Linked DNA regions of Zea mays: regions 1 and 3 are each linked to region 2. The links are chromatin contacts, called in public Hi-C and HiChIP or PLAC-seq maps. All regions are on one chromosome and are shown on one strand. Each heading gives the region's core, a stretch centred on a gene start, on an enhancer-like site or on the middle of the called end of the contact. The rest is flanking DNA. Distances are from core to core; before and after follow the strand shown. Region 1 holds the start of LOC103641749 (hapless 8). Region 2 holds the start of LOC103641750 (probable WRKY transcription factor 34). Region 3 holds the start of LOC100282490.

Region 1 (4,041 bases), core at 1,257-3,756, 180 kb before region 2:
GATCAAATCGGGAGACTCAAATGGAGGCAATGGATCCTTCACACCGCGCTCTAGGCAAAGCTGCAATGAATGTGGATGGAAAGGCCAGCTTCTCTTGATGCCTTTGCTTCTTGAAGCAAACACATAATCTCTGGAAATAGGGGCAGAAATATGGACCCATTAGCATATGGTAATACGTGCCTAGATGACGAACGCTCAAGAATAGTGTTGCCAAATAGTGTCATTTAAACCCTCCACAATAGGTTGAAAAGAAGAGAGAGAGAAACAACATCAACGTGGACCTACTGAACATGCTGTCAGGATGAAAAACTGAAATCTCCAAAAATATGTGGCCTGCTTGTGTATCGCAGAACCACCACATATGGAAAAGAAAACATTAGTAGGCAGTGGACAAAATTCATCAGAGGAGCATCCTTTTATTTTCAGATTTTGGGGAAGAAAAGAGGCCACTTTTATATTAATCAACAGAAAAGTAAACTATACAAACAACCCCAGACAATAACACGGATTAACCCTGAAAGCAGCCATGCATACCCAATCCGACCCCTCAAAGCAGCAGCCAATAATTAGGGTGTTTGGATCCTCCGGACTAGAGTTTAGTCAAGTTTTGGATGTCAATTAGGACCATGAGCTAATTATAAAACTGATTGTATAAATTATGGCTAATTCGTGACACAAATCTATTAAGCCAAGTTAATCTATGATCAGCCCATGTTTCGCTACAGTAAACATGTTCTAATCATGGATTAATTAGACTCAATAGATTCGTCTACAGAATTAGCCACTACTTATGCAATCAGCTTTATAATTAGGTTCTGTCTAATCCTTCAAATCGACATCCGAAAAACCAAACTAAACTTTAGACGGGGGTATCCAAACACCCCCATAATCGACGCACCATAAAGACAGAGATCCAGCATCAAGAACTTAAACACCAAAAATAATCTATCTCCCAAGGTACTGAATCAAAGGTATATATATCTCTCTTTCACCTTATGGAGAACTTGGGATAAGGTTGGACCAGATCTCTGGGATCCTGGCTCGGCGGCCCCTCGGCCACGGAGGTTGCCGGATCAGTGCTCACACCCGGGCCAGTAGACTTGAAGGAACATGAGGGGCCTGAAGGCTGCTCACTGGATAACATCTGATGAACGCCTTCGCTGCTCGCCCCAGATCTGCTGCTGCTACAGTCGGCACTAAGAACCCAAGAGCTGTGAAGCAATTGGGTCTGCTCTTATCCTTACACTCCAGCATACCAAGTTGGTAAATTCAACAGGTGGAGTGCGAGAAACTTCGCTTCCTTGGCCGCCCACTATCTCAATTCTCATCAGGCACCTGCAGAAAGAAACCAAGGTACATATTATTTCATGTCCACACAACCAAACCAGCTGTTCTTTGGGAATATAATGGCATGATTTTATGCTGATCGATGCAGCAAGAGAGAGATAGATGCAGAGAGGAGAGGACAAGAGCGGAGGGAGCTGCCCTCGAAGTAGCACAAAAGCACATAAAATATCATCCCGGGGCAAGGTGGTGAACGGGCTAGTCTTGGAGCAGATTAAGGGGAAGTCTACACGGATCATGCAACTCTTGCAAAGGATTCGCAGAAAGGGAACAGCAGGAAGAAGACATGAACAGTTGCCAAGCACTGGAGGGTAGCTTGTATGGTAGTGCTTTCTTGATGGGGAAATAAATAGCAAAAGAAGAAAAGAGTAAAGGGAGCTTATTAACTAGAGATATGGCGAGAAACCAATAAAAAGTAAGGATTTTCTGTTGCTTCATCACTGGCCTAATCGGGGATTTATGTGGCTTGGATATGGACGACGAGGCATGGGAGGACGTACAGGAAGGAGTTCGAGAACGGGGGCCTAATCCGTACCAAATCTGGAAAAGGCAGATGCAGGGATCGGGAAACTTTGCCGGTAGCCAAGAACAACACAAGCAAGCACGAAAAGCAGCGGAGATCTAGCGCTCAGTCACAAGCAGTGAGAGAAGCACGCGAGAAATCCCAACTCCGCCTGAAGAGATCCATTCCGCAGACGCCAATCTTCCAGTTCCAGCGATGAGTCTCGTAAGGGGAAGCGACGCGCAAGAGCAGGGAAAAATCCAACAGAGCGGATTCAAGTCAAGCAAATCGAGAACCGCCTACGAAGTCACCGCACGTACTAACTCGGAGAACTCCGGCAGTTCTCTTACCTTTTCTTCACAGCCGCTCACCGAGCGGCGCCCGCGCGCGCGGGAGTGAGCATCCTGCCTGTAGATCCACGCAGCGAACAGGCGGGGAGGAGGGCGAGGGGCTCGGAGCTCTATGGTGGTGGTGGCTTCGATTTCTGGGGGCTGAAGCAGACGGAGAAGGGAGAAGAGAACAGGAGACGGGGGAGGGGAAGCGAGGCAAGGAAAAAGGGAAGAAATGTTTTTTTTTTGGCTTGCTATGTATTCCACCACCACTTTCTCTCTCTCGGCACCACGCTGTCTGTGTGCGAATAGCCGAATACTCTACTCGCTCGGTGGCAAGATAGATAACGCATTAGACGACGCATTATATTATATTTGATCATTTATTTTAGGGCCTATTTATTTAAGACTATAATCTATCCAAGTTTTAAATAAATTAGATTATATAATCTGATCATATCATATTATAATCCTACACAAACAAACAAACAGACTCTTAATCGGTTTTCTATAAATAATAAAGTAAATAAATCGTTATTAAAATATATCTAATAATAAATAATTAATATTTATATAACAATTTTAAAAAGGATGAACTATGTGTCTAAACGTTATAAAAAATATTGAGACAGAGAGTACTCCGAAATTGCTGCAGAAAAAAAAAAGATTAGAAGAGAGAAGGAAACGCCAACCACTCACACATAAAAGGCATCTGGTTCTCCACCAAGCCAAGCCAAAGGCGGGGCTGGCTAGCTGGCTGTACTCACTCGGTCACGCCTTGTGTTTCCAATTTATTCTGAAATATTTATAATTTATTTTAAAGCAAGTATATTTCTAGATATAAGACGATCTAGCTAGTTTTTTATATTTCTTATTTCTAAAGTGAATGGTTTTTTATAATTCTTTATTGAAACTTTAAAAGTGTATTTATTTTAGAACGGAACGAATACTGTTAGCTGCAGCCGTTCAAGAGGTGTATTTGCTTTTGAAGCGAGGAAAAAGAGGAGGCTCAGACTCATAGAGAGAGAAAGGGGAGCGCTGACGCAAGAAAATATGTGGGTTTTTTGTCGTATTCTACATTAACTATATTTATTTATATTTCGATCGTATTGAGTGCTCTTTCTCTCTCTTACCTTCTCTCTGTTGTCATCGATGGCCTTGTCTATATTTTCCACGCAACAATCGCTCTTCGCGAGGGTATATTTGGCCATTTCGAAAATTCTATTTTAAACCAACCACCACTATTCGATTTTGTTTTTTTACTACGAAATTAAGGGTCAAGATCCTTACAACGGAACTATTGATACTGCATAAATTTGCCATCTATCTGGCTTTAACGGGATTTTACACATTTTAGAAGTAATGAAAAAATGTTTCACTCCTTAAAATTTAATAACTATTTCATTAAACTAAAAAATACTAAACTAATGCCAAAGTTTTATATAAAATATAACACATCTTCTAGTTTTAATATAGAAATATAATGCAACGCTAGGACCTAGTTTTTGCCATCGAAAAAAATACAAGATGGCCTTAGAAATCACAAGTTGATAGTTCAATGCTAAGGACCCATAGTTTTAAAATTATGTAGCAAAAAATAAACTCGAACCAAAACTTCTCTTTTACTTTTAATACACTAAAGTGGTTGCTATTTATAATTGTGTAATCACTCCTCATGTTTATGGTTTTATAATGGACATAACTCTTTGTATAGACATTGAGGTACAGAGACACTTAGATGGAAGAGACCCGCTAATATGTCCATAATACCCACAACAATATGACATCAAGCTATTCCTCACTAAAGGACAAAACCTTATGCACTCCATGTAGGATTTGCAACTTGTACTTTTCTAGACAGTCCCT
Region 2 (4,407 bases), core at 1,242-3,741:
TTCAAAACACATATATGAATATAAACTGAGCAAACACATGAATTTTCTATCCAGCTTTGACAACATTAACAGCTATTGTACTGGAGTTTCCAAGTAGTACATAGGGGGGGGGGGGGGGGGGGGGGATTTGGATCTTAAGTGTGGGGTATACATTGCTATATAAACTATGGAAGGCAAAGAGATCGGTCATCATATTACTGCTTTCAAGAAAAACTTTGAAAATATTTGGATGATATCATTACTATTTTCTGCTTTTGAGAAAACAAACGGAAGCCTGTTTGGAAAGAAGAGACCGCATGCTAGAACGAAAACAAAGCAGAATTGGTCATGGAACCAAAGTAGATCTTTCACGAACTCCCCCGGAGAGGTCAAAAGTTCGATAAAGCAAGCATTCTTGAACTGCCAATTCAGCATCCATAGGCGAAAGCAAATAGTAATTCTGGTACGTGTTCACGCCCTATAGAAAAGAACAGCACATACCAGGGCATTCGAAATGAAGACAGGTGACTCCAGCAGCGTTGCTGGGCTCAAGCCAGGCGGGATCGTGAGGTAGGGCGATGGAGCTCCTGGCACTGAACTATCATCTCCAGCTACCGTGCTGAAAGGCATGTTCAGCTTCGGCACCTTGAATCCGGCTCTTGCCTGCATCCTCTCGGCGAGGCTGCTTCCAGGACTGGAGTTCTGGCCAAACTGTGGGGTCAGTGGCAGTGATCGGCCTTCGTGCTGAGGCGAGTTTAAGGCGGCTGACAAGCCATGCTTCTCAAATCCGGCTTCAACGTCCTCGTTGCTGTGCCCCTCTACGGTGTCTGGCCGAACAGCTCTGGATTGGAAGACCATGGAAGATTCTTGGCCTGGATTAGGATCCTTCCACCCCATTGCTACATGGCCTTCCATCTCAGCTTGGATTGCTCAACCTAATGGGGGTGAAAAAATAGTTACGTCTCAGTACTAAGTCAATGTATGTTCTGTCTGGACATTAGCTTCAGATTTACAGAGGTAGACAAGGACAATATCCAAAGGCAACGGGAATCTGACAACGGTAGTGATATGATATTTGTTTTGATGAACAGATATCAGGAGAAACATTTTCCAGTTGAAACAAAACAAAAGCAAACGATGGATTGAAATCGGTTAAGTTCACAGGAGTCTTGAGCACCAGGATCCAAATGCATCAAGAGCTCGCGGGAGAGCGAAACAGGTGAAACGGGAGTACAGGACAGCCTGCAACAGGTTTATTTGAAGGGAAAAAAAAAAGAAAAAGGATTTCAGTGGTAGCGCTAACAAGTACCAGAGATTTCTCAGAGATGGCAGGCAATCTCCTCCAACTGGAAGAACACCAACTTTTATACTTCTAATCAGAGACACTATATTCCCAGTCCAATTATCATCAGTTTTTTTCCCACAAACTCAAAATTCTCCGTGGAGCTGATTCCAAAACAGGAACCGTGTCGATGTGAGTAAACGACAACTCATAATAACCGTGGTGTAACACGAAATGTTAAAGTCGATGCGACCGGCACACTCCCCACGAATAAATATAAAAACAAATAAAATGGAACGTGGCTGTTCCATCCCATTCACTTCAAGACCAGGAAAAAGAAATGGCATGGATCCAAATCGTTGCGTGATTGCCTGTGAGTGGGGGACTCTCCTGTGGCTCGGAGCTCGAAGCGCATACGCATAAACAACATGGAACAGCCTTTCGCAAGAGCTCTTCAGAATGATAGATCGACTTAAGATGACAATGACGAAAACATCTCCTCGAAGAGAACATAAGGGTGACGAAAAGAAGAAAAAAATACAGAAATATTCAATAAGATACTGACGACCCAGAAGTGAACGACATTGTATTTAGAAAGAAATATAGGAAATCCTGTGCCAAAATTTCTGGAGCAGTCCACGTAAGAACAGACAAACTCGGGCCATACAACGAGAAAACACGCGAGGGGGCTCGATAGGATACAACCGAATCCCCTCGCGTCGCGACAAATGGCAGGCCGAGAAACAGAGAGCTCATTTCATTGACGGAGCCACCGAGGGGGAATGGGGATGGAACGCGAACCTGTGACTGGAGGGAGGAGGTCGCCGGAGGAGCCCAGTGGTGGCGAGGCTCGCTCCACGCCACACCCCTTGTGGGAACGGGAAGGCTTCGCGACGGCTCAGTCTACCGATGGCCCAAGGAAAGCGCAACAGGAACGAAGCACAAGGATCAGGGACAAATGATGGGCACTCTGCAGCCACAGGGAGTCAGGAAAAGAAGGTTCCTCCTGCCATTACTTGCCTCCGTCTCTCTTTTCTCTCTCATCGTTCGCACAGCACGATTTGTTTTTTACGCTGGAGAGAGAAGAGTAAAATATAATAAAGAGTGGAGGAGGAAGGAACACTGGAACAGAGGCTGAGAACGAGAGAGAGAGAGAGCAGGGTGAGGGGCGGAGGAGGAGGGGCGGTTTGACCAAGAGAATGGTGGAGCGGAAGGATCCCTCGGGACTCGAGAGTCGAGACGGGCGGGTGTGGAGAGAGAAACGGACATCGTTTTATCCCTGTCGCAAACTGCATTTGCTTCGGATTTCTTTCCTTAAAAAATATAACTTTTGGGTTTGTTGTTTGTTGTTTGTTTGGATTAGAGCATGCGGGCGTATTCGGCAGCTTGTTTTCTGCCGTTGTTGGTAGAGATGAAACGAACGGGATTGATCCTAATAACCTTTCTCTCATTTTTATTTTCAAATTTTATTTAAAATACAAGATAAAAGGGGACCATCTAAGTAGAAACATCATCATATAAAGTATAAAGATAAAGTAGTATTACGATCATATTAAACATCTCATCTAGATGTATGCAAGCAATATATTATAATGTACATATAGCTACTAAAGAAAAATAATCAATTATAGATTAGTTTGTTGTGAGGTGACCAAACAATCTCTGAGCAGTTTTACTGATGTGGCATTGCCACTGTAGCACCGATTTTGTCTATTTTAGTTCTGTGATTCAGAAGTATTCAAAATTTACATATTTTTGAGGCTAAAAATTTTATTATAAGTAACTAATATAATTACTAAACTACTAAAATTTTGGTTGGGTTTATTAAGCAATTTAAGTGGCCTCTATTATGAAAACTAACTAAATTAATTTTATATTTGTTTTTAGAAACACTTAGCAAACAATAATAAATGTTGTCCAGTTTGTACACAGTCCTACTCTCATCTAAAATAACTTGCACAAATTTTTTCGTAATTTTATGTGAACTTTAAATATGGACTCATGTAATGTTCACAGAAACATTTGTGTAAGTAATGAGTCTATATTTAAAGTGTTTAGAAAACTAGAAATGTTTGTATAAATTATTTTAGCATATAGGAGGGCTATGTAAAATTTTGGGATCTTTTCATTACTATTTGCTAAGTGTAATTGATTTAGTTACTAAGGAGAAGAAAATCCACTTTAGCATTAGAAGATAAGAAATATTTTTTGGACAAAAAAATATTAAACTCTTTTTATGTAGTTTTTTATTTTTAGTAATTAAGTTGCTACTCCTAAAATTATTTAAAAATTAGAATGAAAAATAATGCCTGGTTATCAAGTTGTAAGTAAAATTTTATAAAATTTAGATACTACCAGATCACATAACTGAAAAAAGATAAATTTGGTGTCACAGTGACAATATCACATCAGCGAAACAACTCACTAAAATCGTCAAGAAGGTTATTTTTTCGGTTTTGTAAAGTTCAACTGATTTTGAAGATGAGGGGTGAAATAGACCTCTAAAGATGAGGGGATTATGTTGACTTTTTCTTTTTGTTTCATACATTAGTAGCTTGTGTACAGCTCTTGAAGCCTAATCGTTTCTTTTCCTCAACTTGCCTGGCATATGATTCTTGCTTCATTCATAGAGTTTCAAATTTTGGTTTCACGCACATTTGTGAGTTTGAACCTCACAAAGAAAGAGATGGGCGCGAAGCTACGACAGCGTGAGAATCGGATATGGAGCGTTGGATACGATGATGCGGTATAGAGTAACCGTTGGCTCATCGGAGGATATGAAGAGTCAGATGAAAATAATAACGCAAGTAGTACATCTCAACCGTAACGTCACTCCTGGTGTACGATGACGGTAAATTAAAGCCAGAAAGATTAGGTTAAGGTACGGTAATTTATCGTTATATAAGCCGAAACATTACACGATTAGCGAGCATTGGACATTAAATGATGGAGCGGTGGTACCTGATCGCGCGGGGCCGGGCCTCTCGATCTTTTTTATGTACGCGACGAGGTGCAGACATGAATTGATAGGCTTGTTCCCGACGAGTACAGGCCCGGCTGGGATGGTGGGATTGATGTAGGAGTACGACATCCTCACCATAAAGCAAAGAGGCTCTCGTAGTCTCGTACGTGTCCTTTGTAAGAAT
Region 3 (4,384 bases), core at 1,376-3,875, 130 kb after region 2:
CAATGGGTATCCTATTGTGTTCAAAAGGGGGAGAAAGTAGTATTTCAAAAATGGTATATCAAAACCCTCTTGAACACTAAGAGGTGGATCTCTTTTAGGGGGAGTTTTGTTTAGTCAAAGGAAAAGCATTTGAAACAGGGGGAGAAAATTTCAAATCTTGAAAATGCTTTTGCAAACTCTTATTCATTTACCTTTGACTATTTGCAAAAGATCTTTGAAATGAATTTACAAAAGGATTTGCAAAAACAAAACATGTGGTGCAAACGTGGTCCAAAATGCTAAATAAGAAAGAAACATTCCATGCATATCTTTTAAGTAGTTATATTGGCTGAATTCCAAGCAACCTTTACACTTACATTATGCAAACTAGTTCAATTATGCACTTCTATATTTGCTTTGGTTTGTGTTGGCATCAATCACCAAAAAGGGGGAGATTGAAAGGGAATTAGGCTTTCACCTAGTTCCCAAATAATTTTGATGGTTGAATTGCCCAACGCAAATCTTTGGACTAACTAGTTTGCCCAAGTGTATAGATTATACAGGTGTTAAAGGTTCACATTCAGTCAATAAAAAGACCAAGTGTTGGATTCAACAAAGGAGCAATAAGGCAACCGAGGGCACCTCTGGCTGGAGGCACCGGACTGTCCGGTGTGCACCGGACAGTGTCCGGTGCGCCCAGAGGACACCAACTCAAACTCCTCGCCCTCGGGATTTCTTGGAAGCCGGCGCGCTATAATTCACCGGACTGTCCGGTGTGCACCGGACATGTCCGGTGCTCCAAGGAAGCGCGGTCTTCGGAACTCGTCAGCCTCGGGTTCGCGCGGCAGTCGCTCCGCTAAAATTCACCGGACTGTCCGGTGTGCACCGGACTGTCCGGTGTGCCAGCGGAGCAACGGCTTCCTGCGGTGCATTTAATGCGCGCGCAGCGCGCGCAGACGTCAGGCACGCCCATACCAGTGCACCGGACATCAAACAGTACATGTCCGGTGTGCACCGGACACCCAGGCGGGCCCACAAGTCAGAAGCTCCAACGGCTAGAATCCAACGGCAGTGATGACGTGGCAGGGGCACCGGACTGTCCGGTGTGCACCGGACTGTCCGGTGCGCCATCGAACAGACAACCTTCCAACGACCACTTTTGGTGGTTGGGGCTATAAATACCCCAACCACCCCACCATTCATTGTATCCAAGTTTTCCACTTCTCAACTACTACAAGAGCTAGGCATTCAATTCTAGACACATTCAAAGAGATCAAATCCTCTCCAATTCCACACAAAACCCTAGTGACTAGTGAGAGTGATTTGCCGTGTTCATTTGAGCTCTTGCGCTTGGATTGCTTCTTTTCTTTCTCACTTGTTCTTGAGATCACAACTCCATTGTAATCAAGGCAAGAGGCACCAATTGTGTGGTGGCCCTTGCGGGGAAGTTTTGTTCCCAGCTTTGATTTGAGAAAAGAAGCTCACTCGGTTCGAGGGATCGTTTGAGAGAGGGAAGTGTTGAAAGAGACCCGGCCTTTGTGGCCTCCTCAACGGGGAGTAGGTTTGCAAGAACCGAACCTCGGTAAAACAAATCTCCGTGTCTCACTTGCTTATTCGCTTGGGATTTGTTTTGCGCCCTCTCTCGCGGACTCGTTTATATTTCTAACGCTAACCCGGCTTGTAGTTGTGTTTATATTTGTAAATTTCAGTTTCGCCCTATTCACCCCCCTCTAGGCGACTATCAGCAACAAACACCCCCTATACGCCGCAGCGCTGCCCCCTACGGTGCCCCCTACCGCTGCCACACGCGCCCTCCTCTTCTCTCTCCCGCTGGATCCAGCGTGTGCTCGTCTCCCCCCTTCTATTGTGTTGTGGGTCCGACTCTAATTGTTAGTAGAAGAAATATTGATAGTGGATAAAAAGTAGTATATGAAATAATATTTTATGATTGTAGCGGGATATAGGGAGAGAAAATAGTGGAAACCGTTGCGGGAGATGAAAAAGTAGGAGGTGAAATATTGATGATGTGACGCAAAAAGTGATATATAGGGAAAAATTTAGGGGTAACCGGTACGGACAGTCTAAGGTTGTCCGCAGTCGCGTCCGCCGGGCCGCCCCCTCCCCTCGATCTGGCGGCTACATAAGCCCCCTACGGCTGCAACAGCGTCCTCTACAAGGCCCTCCACGCAGCAGATGTGAACAGGAACACGCGGCAGCCAGCGTGAGTTTGCCGTCCCCCTTCAACTGTAAATTTGTACAATTGTTTTTTAATAGGTGAATAAAAATGGTAATAGATGATAAATATGGTTGGATAATGATATTTTATAGTTGTAGTTGGGTATAGAGAGAGAATATAGAGGAAACCGCTGTGGAAGATGAAAAAGTAGAGAATAATATGTTAATGATGTGACGAAAAAAATGACTTATGAGAAGAAATTGAGGGAAAACCGCGCGGTAAAGTCTAAAGGAATCAAACGACCTTAAGTTTTCTCGAGCCAATTGGATCGGGTTAGTGGCCCATGATTGGTGTAGCTGCATCAGTTTGTCCAGTATCAGGCCCAAAATCGCACCGCACGAGAGAACCTCAGCGAAGGCGCAAAGCAACCAAGTACTACTAACACGCGCGCGGCCGCACGGCCGCACCGCACCGCACCGCACAATCGACCGTCCCCGCGACGGTCCAGACTGCAGAGAGACCAGACCCCAACGCCGCTCGCGTTCGGGCGCGGCCCTTCCCCCGCCGCCCTCACCACCCTCCCTCCCCGCCGCTTCCGCCCCGTAGGACGCGGCCACGTTCGCCGCCTCAAACTGTTGGTGCTGTGGCTGGGGCGAGAGGAGCGGCGGCGCTAGGGTTTCCCATGGACGGCGGCGAGGATCGGACGTTCAAGGCGAACTTTACCGGCGAGGGGGTGACGATGCTGCAGGACCGCGTCAAGGAGAAGCTCAGGGAGCTCATGGGCGACTACTCCGACGACACCCTTGCCGTGAGCGCCCCGCTTCCCTTTCCCACACCGCGGCACGATACCCGATCCGTTGCTAAAACCCTAGCGTCGCACATGCCATCTGTGGAATGCGGTTCTATAGCGGACGGTGCGCGGCTCTCTGGATTTTGCGGAATCGCGTTTCGAATCGCGCATTTGGTATTGCCTTTCTTTAGTATCGTGTGCTGTGGGCATGTTATGGGGTTTAGCGTGGGTTATGTGCTCCGGAGATTGGAGGCACACGATCCCCTACCCCACTCCACGTTTTATATATTGGATTGTGTAGTGGGGATAGCTGGCATTTGGCTGCCTATGCAATCAGCTACTCTATGTTCTCGAGGGAAGTGACTTTGTATTGTTGCGCACCTATCAACACCTCTGGTGTGTCCGGAGTGGAGGTTAAAGTACTTGGTTGCTTTCTTTCAGTTTTCAATATTGTGATGTACAATTTATATTGTTGGTAATTGGTATTATGCCTGTTCTTTTCTCGATGTAGCAAACCCATAACCCATCATTATTGCTGATCTATCTATATCTTGTTGCTCAGGAGTATGTTGTAGTGTTGCTAAGGAATGGGAGACGCAAGGATGAGGCTGCAAAGGAGCTACAGGTTTTTTTAGGCGATGACAATGATGCATTTGTATCCTGGTTATCTTCGTTCACCTGAAACTGTCCTGTTTCATTTTCTTTTCATGTGCCATGCATTTTCTCTGACAACGCCATGAATCTATGTACAATTTTGCAGGTTATGGGACCATCTGTCCTCAAATCTGCACCTTTATGTTCATGCTAAATCTGCCTCTTCTAAGGATGATGTTAAAAGCACTCACAGTGCTGCCAGAGGATTGCCTGTTCACAGTGTGACAAGCAGCATGCAAGTTAATCATGAACCTGAAGCTGAAACCCAGAAGACAGTGGTGACTCATAAAAAAAGAGATTGGGGTCATCAAAAAAGAGATTGGGGAACAATTGATCGAGGTCAATCAGAAGCAGTTCCTCTTAGAAGCGTTGTAGCCAATGTTTCTCATGTGGATGAAAAGGATTTTCACAAATCACATGCAGATGAAAAGGCTTTTCATAAATCACATTCTCTAAGACGAACCCGCTCGCCTGACATGCATAACCACAGAAAGAGGAGCAGAGAGGCAGATGTGCAGTCTACCAAGGTTTCTGATCCTCTTCAATTCATGCTTATTTTGCATGCTTGAGCGACATTTACAGTATCTTCTATTTTTTGTATGTGCATTTGCTAATTGTCATTCATAACAGATGGTCTCATATGAAACATATGAATATGACTAGCTTTATGTCCCTTATAGTCTTCAAAATACTATAAATTCTTACATTGTAATAGATTTCCATTTCTGTATCGCTATTACTGCCTACATATGGAATAAAGTGCATTTCCCTGTCTACACAACGTG

What was found. Hi-C and Micro-C count contacts between places; a contact is called where the count stands out from the background. HiChIP or PLAC-seq counts read pairs in DNA pulled down with a chosen protein or histone mark.
Region 1: an H3K4me3 HiChIP or PLAC-seq map of leaf shows a contact between it and region 2, with 5 times the contacts expected there. The contact joins the promoter of LOC103641749 here to the promoter of LOC103641750 in region 2. A contact is called at or near these places in 20 of 25 Hi-C or Micro-C datasets (bundle sheath, ear, endosperm and 6 more) and 2 of 3 datasets of contacts at active chromatin or transcription factors (leaf and seedling).
Region 3: a Hi-C map of tassel shows a contact between it and region 2, with 4 times the contacts expected there. The contact joins the promoter of LOC100282490 here to the promoter of LOC103641750 in region 2. A contact is called at or near these places in 2 of 25 Hi-C or Micro-C datasets (ear and tassel).

The regions. Positions count from the first base shown.
Region 1 is chr10:127,087,448-127,091,488 of Zm-B73-REFERENCE-NAM-5.0, forward strand. LOC103641749 (hapless 8) reads right to left here and starts at 2,507. Exons shown (of 4, transcript XM_008665080.3): 1 at 2,197-2,507; 2 at 993-1,335; 3 at 1-130. The coding sequence starts at 1,144.
Region 2 is chr10:127,269,094-127,273,500 of Zm-B73-REFERENCE-NAM-5.0, forward strand. LOC103641750 (probable WRKY transcription factor 34) reads right to left here and starts at 2,492. Exons shown (of 6, transcript XM_008665082.2): 1 at 2,063-2,492; 2 at 481-914. The coding sequence starts at 894.
Region 3 is chr10:127,400,302-127,404,685 of Zm-B73-REFERENCE-NAM-5.0, forward strand. It overlaps LOC100282490, which reads left to right and starts at 2,626. Exons shown (of 9, transcript NM_001155399.1): 1 at 2,626-2,963; 2 at 3,508-3,608; 3 at 3,706-4,126. The coding sequence starts at 2,838.